Regions from separate parts of the Gossypium hirsutum genome. Here region 1 is linked to region 2. The links are chromatin contacts, called in public Hi-C maps. All regions are on one chromosome and are shown on one strand. Each heading gives the region's core, a stretch centred on a gene start, on an enhancer-like site or on the middle of the called end of the contact. The rest is flanking DNA. Distances are from core to core; before and after follow the strand shown. Region 1 has its middle 13 kb from the start of LOC107934419. Region 2 holds the start of LOC107903621 (calmodulin-binding transcription activator 3).

Region 1 (5,966 bases), core at 1,901-4,400, 710 kb before region 2:
GAGGAAAATCGAAACCCTGTAAGTTAGGGCACGTTTCTTCGAATTTTCGAACACCGAATATTGCCTTTACTTGCAAAAATCTTATTTCGAGGTAACAAAATGCCATACCCGGTAAGTTAGGGCACAACACCTCGTATCTCCGAGAATAAGCATTTTTCAAAACTCATGTCGCAATTTAAAAGAGTATTCCGTTATTTAGGTTAAAGGAGAAAAATCGAAACCCAGTAAGTTAGGGCACGATTGTCTCGAATTACCAAATACGGAATATTACTTTTATGAAAGAATTATTATTGGGTTGGATATAATGATAATAATAATAATATTAAAGTAAAGTAAATAATAATACTATATATAAAAATATATATATGTATATAATAGAAATACACACTACTATATAATAATAATAAATACAGAAATACAAAAAGCAAATATAATAAAAATATTAAATTAAAGTAATAAAAAACAATATTATATATAAATATATATATACATAAAAATATACACTAATATATAATAATAATAGTAATAGCAAAAATAATAAAAATATGAGTAATATTAATAATATATGAGAATACAAAAGTAAAGTAATAACAATAGGGGTGATAATAATAATAATAATAATAATAATAATAATAATAATACAAACAATAATACATATATATAATAATAGTAGTCAGAAATAAAAAATAATAGAAGTAACAATAATGATAGTAATAATATAAATAAATATGGAGAGGATATATATAATATAATAATAATATAAATAATAGTAAAAATAATAAAATAATAAAATGTACTATTTTTTTTCTTTTTTATTTTTATATCTAAATATATGTATACTATTTTTGAAAGAAAAGAAAAAAAGAAAAAATGTTTATATGTACAAAAAAAAAGTGAAAATAAAAAGGAAAAAAGAAATAAAAACCTTAACGCGTTTGAATCTTTTCTTCTTCAATACTCGCTTTTTTTATTTCAGATTTACTTGCAAACTTTTTGCTTTTACATTCTTCTCTCTTTTTTTTTTGTATCAAAAAAACCTTTCAAAAATACAATTCTTTCCTCCTCTTTTTTTTTTTTTACAATGGACTTTTGATTTTGCTTTTATAGCCATCTTACATACATTTCTTATCATTCTATGTCTCTTCTCCATTTGATGGTGTAGATGCAAGTGGGAGACAAGGTGGTGGAGTAGGTGCAAGTGGGAGGCAAGGTGGTGGAGTAGGTGCAAGTGGGAGGCAAGGTGGCTAGGATTTTATCTTCTTTTTTTTAAAAAAAAAAATAAGTTTAGGATGTATTAGGCTAGGGTTTTTATTATTTGGGCTTAGTTTTGGGTCTGATTTTATAATTGGGTTTGTGAATTGAGTAGGATTTAGGTTTGATTTTAATTTGTTGGGCCGGGCAAATTTGAACCTCTACAATTGTGAAATGTAAAAGCTCGACAATTTATATATCAAATAATTCAATAAATAATTAAATGACTTGAAAATATTTTGTTTTTATGAGAAGAAAAAAAGCTATAACATAATGTAATTGTTCTAAATTGAGCTAATATCAAGAGTTAAAGTAAATATGTAAGCAAAATAAATATATATAGATTATGACACATTTATAATATGAGTGAAAATTTTATAAAAAAATTGATATAATAATAAAATATAATTTTGATTGAAATGATAAAATTAAAATATTAAAAAATTTAATATTTTGAATTCAAATTCAATAATATATAGATATTTTTTAAAATTTTACATGAAAAATAAAATTCACTTCAAATAATATCTCTACTATTTTGTTTAAACTTTTTAATTGAATTAGAACCGATACAATATATTTCGATTAATAAAAAACGATATTATACTATGATTATATAATTAGTATATTAAGGAATTTTAAAAAAAAAATCAACTCACAGAATAATTACCATATATTAATTTATTCTTTTAGAAAGTCTAAAATATTCCATAGCAACTATTCTAATCGCCGGTATAAGGATTTATATAATAATTTTTTGGAGAATCTAAAAATATTCCCCTAGCAACTTTTTATTTTATTTTTTGAATGGCCACAATGTTTTCTTTATTTTTTACATATTATATTTTATTTTTACCCATAGTGGATAACTAATTTTAAATTGTTAAATTTATTTATTCCCATCAATAATTTAACAAAAGGGGACTTTTCTTCGTATATTAGAAATTTTATCAAACACGTATGTATGTAAAAATAATGTATTTAAAATATAATGTTGTATCCTAGATGAGATCTTTATTTTACTTAATAAGAGATACAGAAGGGCCATAATTTAAGTTGATAACTTTGAAGTAGTACAAGCCTTGACTGATTTGGGATTAATCCAGAGATTATTGTGTTTAGAAGGACTCAACGTATCATCAAATCTGAAGGGTAGTGGAAGATCAATCACATACTGAGAAAGCAGAACTTGGTGATGGATTAACTTGTTAAACATAGCTTGAATTAGAAATCGATCTTACATGTCTTTGATGTGACATCTATAGAAATCTTAGAATTTTTACAAAAAGATAAAATAAATGGTACTTTTATGCATTTGATGTAATTCATCTTTCCTTTTCACCATTATATATATTTATATAATGGCGTGTTTAAAACTAATGCATAATAAATAATGAAACAGATAATTTAAAATTAATTAATAATAATACATGAAATATGTACTATATTAAAATAAATAAAATAGATTAAATTGTGAGTAAAACGAAATTTAAACACTTAAATATTTCAAATTAAGAATATTATGCGCACTATCATTGTTTATCACAGTGTTGTCATCAATTTTGAATTGATGGCAAGTTGACTTACGGCATTAACTCAACCAAGAATATTATCTATATACATAGCTTAGGTGAAAGAAAATATTTTATATAAAAATTTATTTTAAAATAAAATCAATTTATTTAAATATTATATAAAAATATAAAAAATTCATTAAAATAATATAAATATTTAAGAAAAAATATAAATTAAATTTTTTTCAATTAAATTAGTATATCATTAACCCGTAATATTATTTTAGCATGGGTTTAAATGATAGTAGGGAAAAGAAAAGGGATGAGAGGGATTATTTAGATTGCATGGGTGTCAACAGGTTAGAGGTGGGATTGGTGTGAGAAAAGGAGGCAGGCCTAAGCCTATTGGCTAAGAGATACTTGACTAAAACAGTCCATAAATTGCTGTGGTTGTGGCCCAACACCATACCATTTATTTTTATCTTTCAATAAAGAGCAAAAAACGAAATAAATCATTAATGGACTTCTCTTGTTTTTTTCTATCATGTTCAACCAATGCTCAGCTCAATCTTTTTGTCATCAATTAAAAAACAAATCATTTAGTAAATCTATCTAAGCTTGAGTATAATGTGTATGTAGATGGTATTTGGTAAAAGTATTAAGGAGATGTTTGTATATGGAGTTGTTTTTTATTCAAAAAATGAGTAAATTAGTCTTTTTATATTAGATAAAAGGGTAAATTAGTAATTTCAATTGAAAATTTCATCTATTTGTACAATTAAAGATTAGTGTGATTAACAAAATGATCAGATAGTAACATGTGACGTGCCATATATACTTTATGCTGTCATGGATGGATCAATTTTTAACAACATAAATAAATAAATTTTTTTAATAAAACTAATTTACTTTTTAATCATGTATATGAACTAATTAATCTAATTTTTTATTAAAAAAGTAAAAATTAATTTCACTTTTAATAGAAAATCTCTATAATAAATTTGCAGTGTGTCTTACTTCCACAATATTAAAGAATGAAGGCTTAGATTTTGACTTACCAGCTAAGGCTTCCCAATTTTGTAACACATTAAGAAATTATGAAAATTTATTAGGCCAGGTGAGGATCATCATTTAAAATTTTTAAAACGAAACGATTTCTATATTATCATTTGAATCATCAATATAAATAGATCAAATATAATTTTTTAATACATCTTAAATTTATATTAACGACATTTTTAATAAAATTTTGAGATTTTTTTTAAATTTTTATCAATAGAATAATTTTTTATATGTTAGATGTGAATTTTTATAATTGACATAACATCTTAAATAAAAGTTTAAGGATCTAAATAATGTTGTTAGAATTGAATCAAATCAATTGGTTAAATCAATCGAATTAAAAATCAATTAGTACATCGATTTAGATAAAATAATTGAATCAGTTTATGAGAAAATTGAGTAGAATAAGTAAAAAACCAAAATTAAGATAAAAATTGACGATATTTATAATTTTTAAAAAATATTTTATATTAATTTTTATGTTTTTTAATAAGTTAACAGAATCACAATTAAACTAATCAAATCAATTAAATAAAAAAATAAATGTTTAATTAATTTAACTATTGATTTTATTTTTAAAACATTAGGTGAAAGTGGTGCATCTTCGTGATTTTATGTATGCGTGAAGTTGGTAAAAGTATTTTGGAGGTCCTTATATTAAAAGTCATTTTGCCTTCCTACTTAAAAAAGGAAAATTAGTCCCTATATGTTATATCAAAGAGTAAATTGGTCCTTTATGTTAAAAATATCATCTATTTATACTATTAAAAATTGGCGTGATTGATGGAATAACCAGACAGTGACATATGGCGTGCCATGTGCACCTTATATTGATATACAAGAACGAATCTTTAAAAGTAAAAATGGATGAATTTTTTAGTAGAATGATCAACTAGCTTTTTAATTTAAATAACATGGATTAATTTGCTTGTTTTTTTGAGTTGAAGTGGTAAAATTCAATTCGACTTTTGATACAAAAGTTTTCAGGATGCATTTACCATGTCAAGTTTGATGTGATGCAATGTGAAGTTTATACGAACTAATTTAATAAGTCAACCTTTTAAATTTTACTTGAAGATAATTTGTTTAGCTCTTATAAAAGAAAATATTCTGTTAAACTTAATAAAATAAAAGTTCTACTTATGTAAAACCTGTGGCTAAATTAGGCCTAAAAGCTTTTAGGCCAGTTTTAAAATTAATTAGGGAAATAGATCGATTTTAGAAGAGAGAAATGGAAGTGCATCTAGCTGGGCAAGCTTTCTGCAGAGGTGGTAGTAAAACGAGCCTAGTTGGACGTGCTTTCTGGAATACTCATCTAGTTGGATGTGCTTTCCCTCAACAATCAAAAAGCAATGGCTTTTTGAACGTTGCCGTGCCAACGGTAAAAAAAATAAAAATAAAATTCCAACTGTAATTTTTTTACCTTATAAATTGCCCCAAAATTTCTTTTTTCTTTAATTCACATCCTTTTCTCAACTCTCGCAAACCCTCTCAAGTCTCTCAACTCTCTGGTTTTGATTGTGCTCAATATTTTCATTTAAAAATAATCTTTTATTAATTATCTCGTATTGTATTTGTTTAAAATCGATTTTTCATGAATGATTGCCTTTCTAATCCACTTCGACGACAAGCATATTTTTGCCACCTAGGAGTAATGGTAAGACGAAAATTTAAATTTCGTTAATTTTAATAATGTTAAATTTAATATTTTTTAATTTGAAATTATTTTTATTGTGTAAATAGGTGAATGATCGTGTTTTGGAGAGCTTTATTGATAATATGGGAAAGCATGCGATCCCTGAAATTCATGGCTACTTGTAAGTGGCTGGATTCTTACATGAGTCTCACATGTCCTGGGGCTGCAAACTCGATTTGGCACTAATCATCGCGTTGGTGGAAAGATGGAGGCCAAAGCACACTTCTCATCTTCCATGCAATGAGTATACAAACACACTCGAGGACGTAGTGCTGCAACTTGGTTTTCCAATGGATGGGCCAATAGTCATCACGGGATTAGCAATCATTTTGGGTAAGGTGAAACTTTATACAACACTACTAGGAAAGGTCCTGGACAAGTTCGAAGGTGTTTGGATATCGATCAACTAGTTGGAGAATAATTTCGACAAGCTCTTTGAAGAT
Region 2 (5,804 bases), core at 3,230-5,729:
AGATATGATTTTTAAGGTGACAGTGTCGCAGTTAGCCAACTGCCTGGAAAATTTTAAAATGGACTGCGATAGTAAGCGAATTTAGTCTGTGAACCCCTCGTGTCCGACTCCGGCAACGGTCTCGGGTACGGGGTGTTACACTAGCGAATCTTGTGGTTTCTCTCATAAACTTTAAAACGAACATAAATTAATAATGAATATAAAATTAAATAAATACACCTCTTAAACAGCCCCTAAACACCCACTTATTGATTCAACCCAATCTCCATAAATACAACTATTTTTTGAATCCAAACTAGTTGGGTTTCTTACACTTATTTGAGCAGAATGGTACGCGCAAACGTCTTTCAGTTTTACTACTGATTTTGGGGCATTTAAGTCAGCACCTGAACACATTTAATTACTAAAAAATCACTAGTTAATCTATGATTAAAAATTTCTTATTTGATCAATTGACAACTTTTCCCAATAACTAAATCGAAATAATTCACTAGCTTACTATTAACCACACTTATGCTTCCCAAATAGTTAAATCTGAATTGTTGATTGATCAACATTGATTTTCCCTAATTAACTCATGTCTAAAGGCTGATTAGAAGGGGTTCAAGAACCCAATATCGTGTTGGAAAAAGATGGGAAAAAATAAAGAAACTACAACCCCCTTTTTTTGCCTATAGGTGCGTGCACCACCACCCACGGTGGCCAAATTGGGCTGATTTAAAACCACTTTTGAGTTCAATTAAAAAGATAGTGTTAGAATTAAGTGACTCGAATCCTTATTTAAATAAAATACAGTGGTAAAATAAAATAAAAGAAGAATCCATATAGAATTACACTTCTTTTATTTTATTTTTAGACTAAGGTTTTTTAAACCTTATTAAATACCATCTATTTGATATTGATTAGAATAAGGTGTTTCAGTCTTACTAGAATATGGCTTTACAAGCCTATAAATAGACATAGTCTATTTCTCTTGTATAAAAAAATTGAATTCAACATAGTGAATTTTCTTCTCCTCTACCCGTGGTTTTCCCCAAAAGGGTTTCCACGTAAAAATCTTTGTGTGTTTTTTATTTTATTTTATTTTATTTTTTCACAGCTAGAAAAATACCCATTAAATCTTTAAAAATACCATAAATTCAATATTTGGAAATTTTGGTTTTTCTTTAACAAGATTTATCAAGAAATTGAGAGAAAATGATATCTTACACAAGTTAGATGCTAATGGCGGTAATGGCACTTCTTGGCAACGATAGGAATCAATCTTATAGGTTCAAGATTTTAGATTTAGGGCTAAATATATTAGGGAAAAATGATAGCAAGGTGGTAGGAGAGATGGTCCAAGATCTTGTTGCAAAAAGAAAAGAAAAAGATGATAAATTAAGAGCTATGAGCCGTACAAAAATGGAGAAAGAAAGAAAAAATTGAAAGAGAAAAGGAGAGGAGAAGGATAGGGACAGCTAGGGTGGGAAGCATGAGATAAAAGTTGATAATTTTGTCTAAAAATAATATATATACCTAGGTCTAAGAGGGTATGGATGGCATACACAAAAAAAAAATGAGATTTTGCAAAATTTAATTATTTTGTAAGGGAAAAGATTCAAACTTGGGACCTTAATTTAATTTTCATACTTTCTCATATTTCTTTTAACCACTAATCTATTTCCTCATTCTTGAAATAATTTTGCGGTATTTATTTTTAAAATAAGGCGTGGCACATATTAGGATTTGATGCAAAATTTACAAAATAATGAAAATGGTGTGAGAGAAGGGATTTGAACTTGGGTTTCAAGGAATGTTTCACTAACAGTTACCCAACAAACCAATACCTCATATATTTCATAAAAACACACAGATAATCTCAAAAATTAGGGCATGACCACTCTCTCTTTCGATTCACAAACCAGGTTCTACTAACCCCCTATTTTTGGGATGTTACAATTCTCCACTCCTTAAAGAAATTTCGTTCTCGAAATTTTTCTTAGTCGCAAAATCCTATACTCCTTTCTTTAAACTGAGTTGCCACACTTTCGTTGTGTAACTCTGGTTTCCAATACAATTCCAAACACGCTTCTCTTAAATCCCAACAAATATCTCTTTAAGATCTAATTACAGAAATTTTACTATCGGATTCCTCTAGACCGATTCCAAATTTATTAAAAACTCTACTAACACTGAACAAACAAGTGAAGTCAGAATTAATCGATGCGAAGTACGATTTAGGAAATGTTCTCGCATTAACATTGGATGTGTCTTGGTCCTTGTGACGCCTAGCTGCATAAACTAGTGCTAGTTGTCTAACTTTAATTCTGATTGGACCCCTTGGAGGAAACTAACTAACCCTCTAATTTTGTGCCAGAGTTGCATCTATTTACTTGTCGAGGAGCATTCTTTCCCAACATTTCCCCAAATGGTGCTTATCTTAGTATCTACAAATCAAAACCCTAGCTGATCCAACAGTTTTGTAACAAACCGATTTTGGGCTTAGTCAGAACAGTGATTTCAGGACCACAATTTTGAAGTCAAGAAATTATTATTATTTTTATTTTGGTGTCATAGTATGATTATATGAGTGTATGAAAATTTTGGTGAATTAATTTTAGCATTGTGAGCCTAATTGCAAAAAAAAAGACTAAATCGCATAAAGGGAAAAAGTTGTGATTTGCTAGCCAAAGGTGTTAAATAGCTAGAGAGCCATAATTTGAGGTCTTTAAAGTGAAATTAGACCCTTAAAAGAAGCTTGGCCGACCGTAGGGACAAGATAAATCAATTGGTCAAATGGTTAGGTGAGTTGATGACTTAATATTGTCTAGAAATAAAATAAAGAGAAAAATGTTGTCATCTTTTTACTCTTCTTTCTTCCACCGATTTTTCCTCCAAGAAATAGCCATGGGAGCTTGAAACTTTCAGCCATTTATTCCTCTCTCAAGTAAGTGATTTAGATGGTTATTTTTTATGATTTTGGTACTTTTGGAACCCTTATAGCATGAGCTAACTAATGAAGAGACTATTTTGCAAAATGGTTGAGAGTCTAGGGTTTTCCTATGAAAGCATATATGTTGTTAACTGAAATTTTATGGAATAATATAAGTTATGGTTGTGAAATAAACAACTTTTGTGAAAGAACTTCTCATGAAAACCCTAATAGGATCATTTTGTAAAGATTGTAAAATAGATAGTAATGTGGTGAAATAATGGAAATTTTGGGATGTTATAAGAGTAAAAAGGGTTTGTCTAGGATTAAGGCATGAAGAAATTCGATAAAATTTGATTTTCGAGCCTAGGGATAAAATGTTCATTTTGTGAAAGTTTAGGGGCAAAATGGTCATTTTGCAAAAAAATATGAATTTTTGATTGTATAAATTTATCTAGTAATTAAATGGATGAATTTTTATTATTTTAGATCAAGAAACACAAAATTCGAACCTAGACCAGGGGAAGGCTATCCAAGTAGATTAAAACCGACTAGTCGCCTACATTTTGTAATCTGAGGTAAGTTGTATGTTAATAATGCAACTATATTGTTATGATTTGTGATTGAATTGATATTGCATAAATTGTTATGATTGTGAATATGAGTATGCACATTGAGAAATTAACGTAGTAAAGACTACCGGTTGAACTTTAGGAATAGATTTGGATATTCATGCCATGACATTGGGTGATATGTGTGCTAGTGTAAGACATGTCTGGCACATGCATTGGCTTTGAGACGAGAGCTAGTGTAAGACATGTTTGGGACATCCATTAGCCTCGAGATATACAAGCTAGTGTAAGACCTGTCTGGGACTTGGCGTCAGCTTATTGTGTGTCAGTGTAAGACCTGTTGTGTGTCGCAGTTGCCTTTGTTAATTTTAGGAAAATGTTCATCTAATTAAACCATCATTTATTAAGTTAAGTTAGCAGAACTGGAGTGGCTTTTAGAAAAAAACTCATTGCATGACACCGCCTTTGAAGAAAATTTTTTTGTTTATCTGGCTTATAGCTGAAAAACAAATAAAGTCCCCAATTATCAATTTAGCCGAGTGACATGCTCAATCCAATTTCAGCATATAATTAATATTCAATCCCAAGTATGAAAACCCCAAAACGAAAAGTTACCAAGCCAATTTTTATCTTCAGATTGATATTCGAGTCAGCTTCTTGTCCAATAGATCTGTTCGATTTTTAAAAACACTAATTTTGATTGATGAATGAACTTTTTTAATCTGGCTAGGTTCAACAAGCAGAGAGTAAAATTTGAAAATATAATTAATGGCTAGTGTTTTAATTTTGAGCGAGTGAATTTTGAATAGTATTTTATTTTCGGTATAAATATTGTTAGTATTTGACAAATATTATAAAAGGGAGAAGAAAGAAAATGGAAAAGAAAACAAAAAAAAATAAAGAGAAAAATAATATATAAGAAAAAAAATTAAAAATTATATTTTAAACGTCCAATGATGATATTTAAAGGGTAAATTATAAATTAGTGTAAAATGGATAAAAGATAGTTTATGTACCCTTGTCACCAAAAGAAAAGTTTAGTCAAGTTGGGGTAAATGATAAAAGATAATGGTAGAGGCAGATTGTTTCAATAAGTGAGAAGGGTGGTCAAAAAGTGGAGCGAAGAAAGTCTACGACGTTGAATCCTGGGTGATAGTGATAATCCCTCTTCCATCCATTTCCTCGGCGATTTCCTCCCTCTTTCTCTTGTAAATATGTATATATAAATTTTCTGTATTTTAAAATTCTTCTTTACAAACGAGATTAAAACTTACATAGCAAGGGCGCGTTACCTTCGATCACCCACTTTCTCTTTTCTCGATAAACCGCGTTCTTTTTTTTGTTTTGTTTTGGGCTTTTAACAGATCCTTAAATGAGTATAACTTCTGTCCTTGGAAAGGAGCTTTTTCTCAAGGGTTTTATATTTTGAGCTAAGAGAGAGAGTGAGTTGAACAGAGAAAAAGAAGAAAGAAAGCCAAGATTATGGCAGAGTCTAGGCGCGATGTCCTTACTAATCAACTTGGTACCTATATAATTGGCTCTTCTATATTCTATTTCATTTCTCCCCCCCCCCCGGGGGTCCCCCTAGTTTTTTACATTATCTTTTATTTGTGTTTCTAGTGAATGTTGAAATTTGCATGTTTTAACACCCTTTTTTTTATTGGTTTGGTTTACTAAAATGTAGTGCTCTTGCTTATACTTTAGTTTCTGTGGTGGGTTTTAAATTAATTTGTTCGAGACTATGGCTTCTCATTCGGGTTCTTTTATGCGGAAGAAGAGAAATGGTTAAGCAGAGGGGGTATTAATTTTGTTGAAAAGAGAGAGACTTAGGGTCAGAATTAAAAGGCAAATGAAGCTGTTTTGACTTTCTTCTTCTTTGGTACACAGAGCTTTGTATTAATCAAGAATCTTTTTTATTACGAAGTTAATGTGAGGGTTTGAGTAATTTGATGGTTTTTTACTTTTTGATATGAAGTTATATGCATAGATTTGAGCGAACTCTCTCATCTTGTTTGGTGCAGATATTGATCAAATACTCCTGGAAGCGCAGCATAGGTGGCTAAGACCAGCTGAAATATGTGAAATTCTTAGAAATTATAAGAAATTCCACATTTCTTCCGAACCAGCACATATGCCACCAAGTATGATCTTTGAATTGCATTGTAATGGTTCATGCTGTTAGATGATGATAGGTTGATAATTATCTTGACATCATGAAAATATTGCTCTTTTGATTCTGAAGTTCTATTTCTCCTGCCATTTAGGATAATATTATCATTTGCTTCTTTGAATATCTGCTCAATATCTTTCCCTTGTGG

What was found. Hi-C and Micro-C count contacts between places; a contact is called where the count stands out from the background.
Region 1: a Hi-C map of leaf shows a contact between it and region 2, with 3 times the contacts expected there. The contact joins the enhancer-like site here to the promoter of LOC107903621 in region 2. A contact is called at or near these places in 2 of 34 Hi-C or Micro-C datasets (callus and leaf).

The regions. Positions count from the first base shown.
Region 1 is chrA12:36,844,500-36,850,465 of Gossypium_hirsutum_v2.1, reverse strand. No RefSeq gene overlaps it. Among protein-coding and RNA genes, the nearest start is that of LOC107934419, 13 kb to the left of the region's middle. Within about 2 kb of position 3,150, at least 2 of the 9 cell types and tissues checked have an H3K27ac peak or open chromatin away from gene starts, as enhancers often do. A contact at or near this core is called in leaf, where this site is marked.
Region 2 is chrA12:36,136,580-36,142,383 of Gossypium_hirsutum_v2.1, reverse strand. It overlaps LOC107903621 (calmodulin-binding transcription activator 3), which reads left to right and starts at 4,479. Exons shown (of 13, transcript XM_016829714.2): 1 at 4,479-5,008; 2 at 5,508-5,627. The coding sequence starts at 4,969.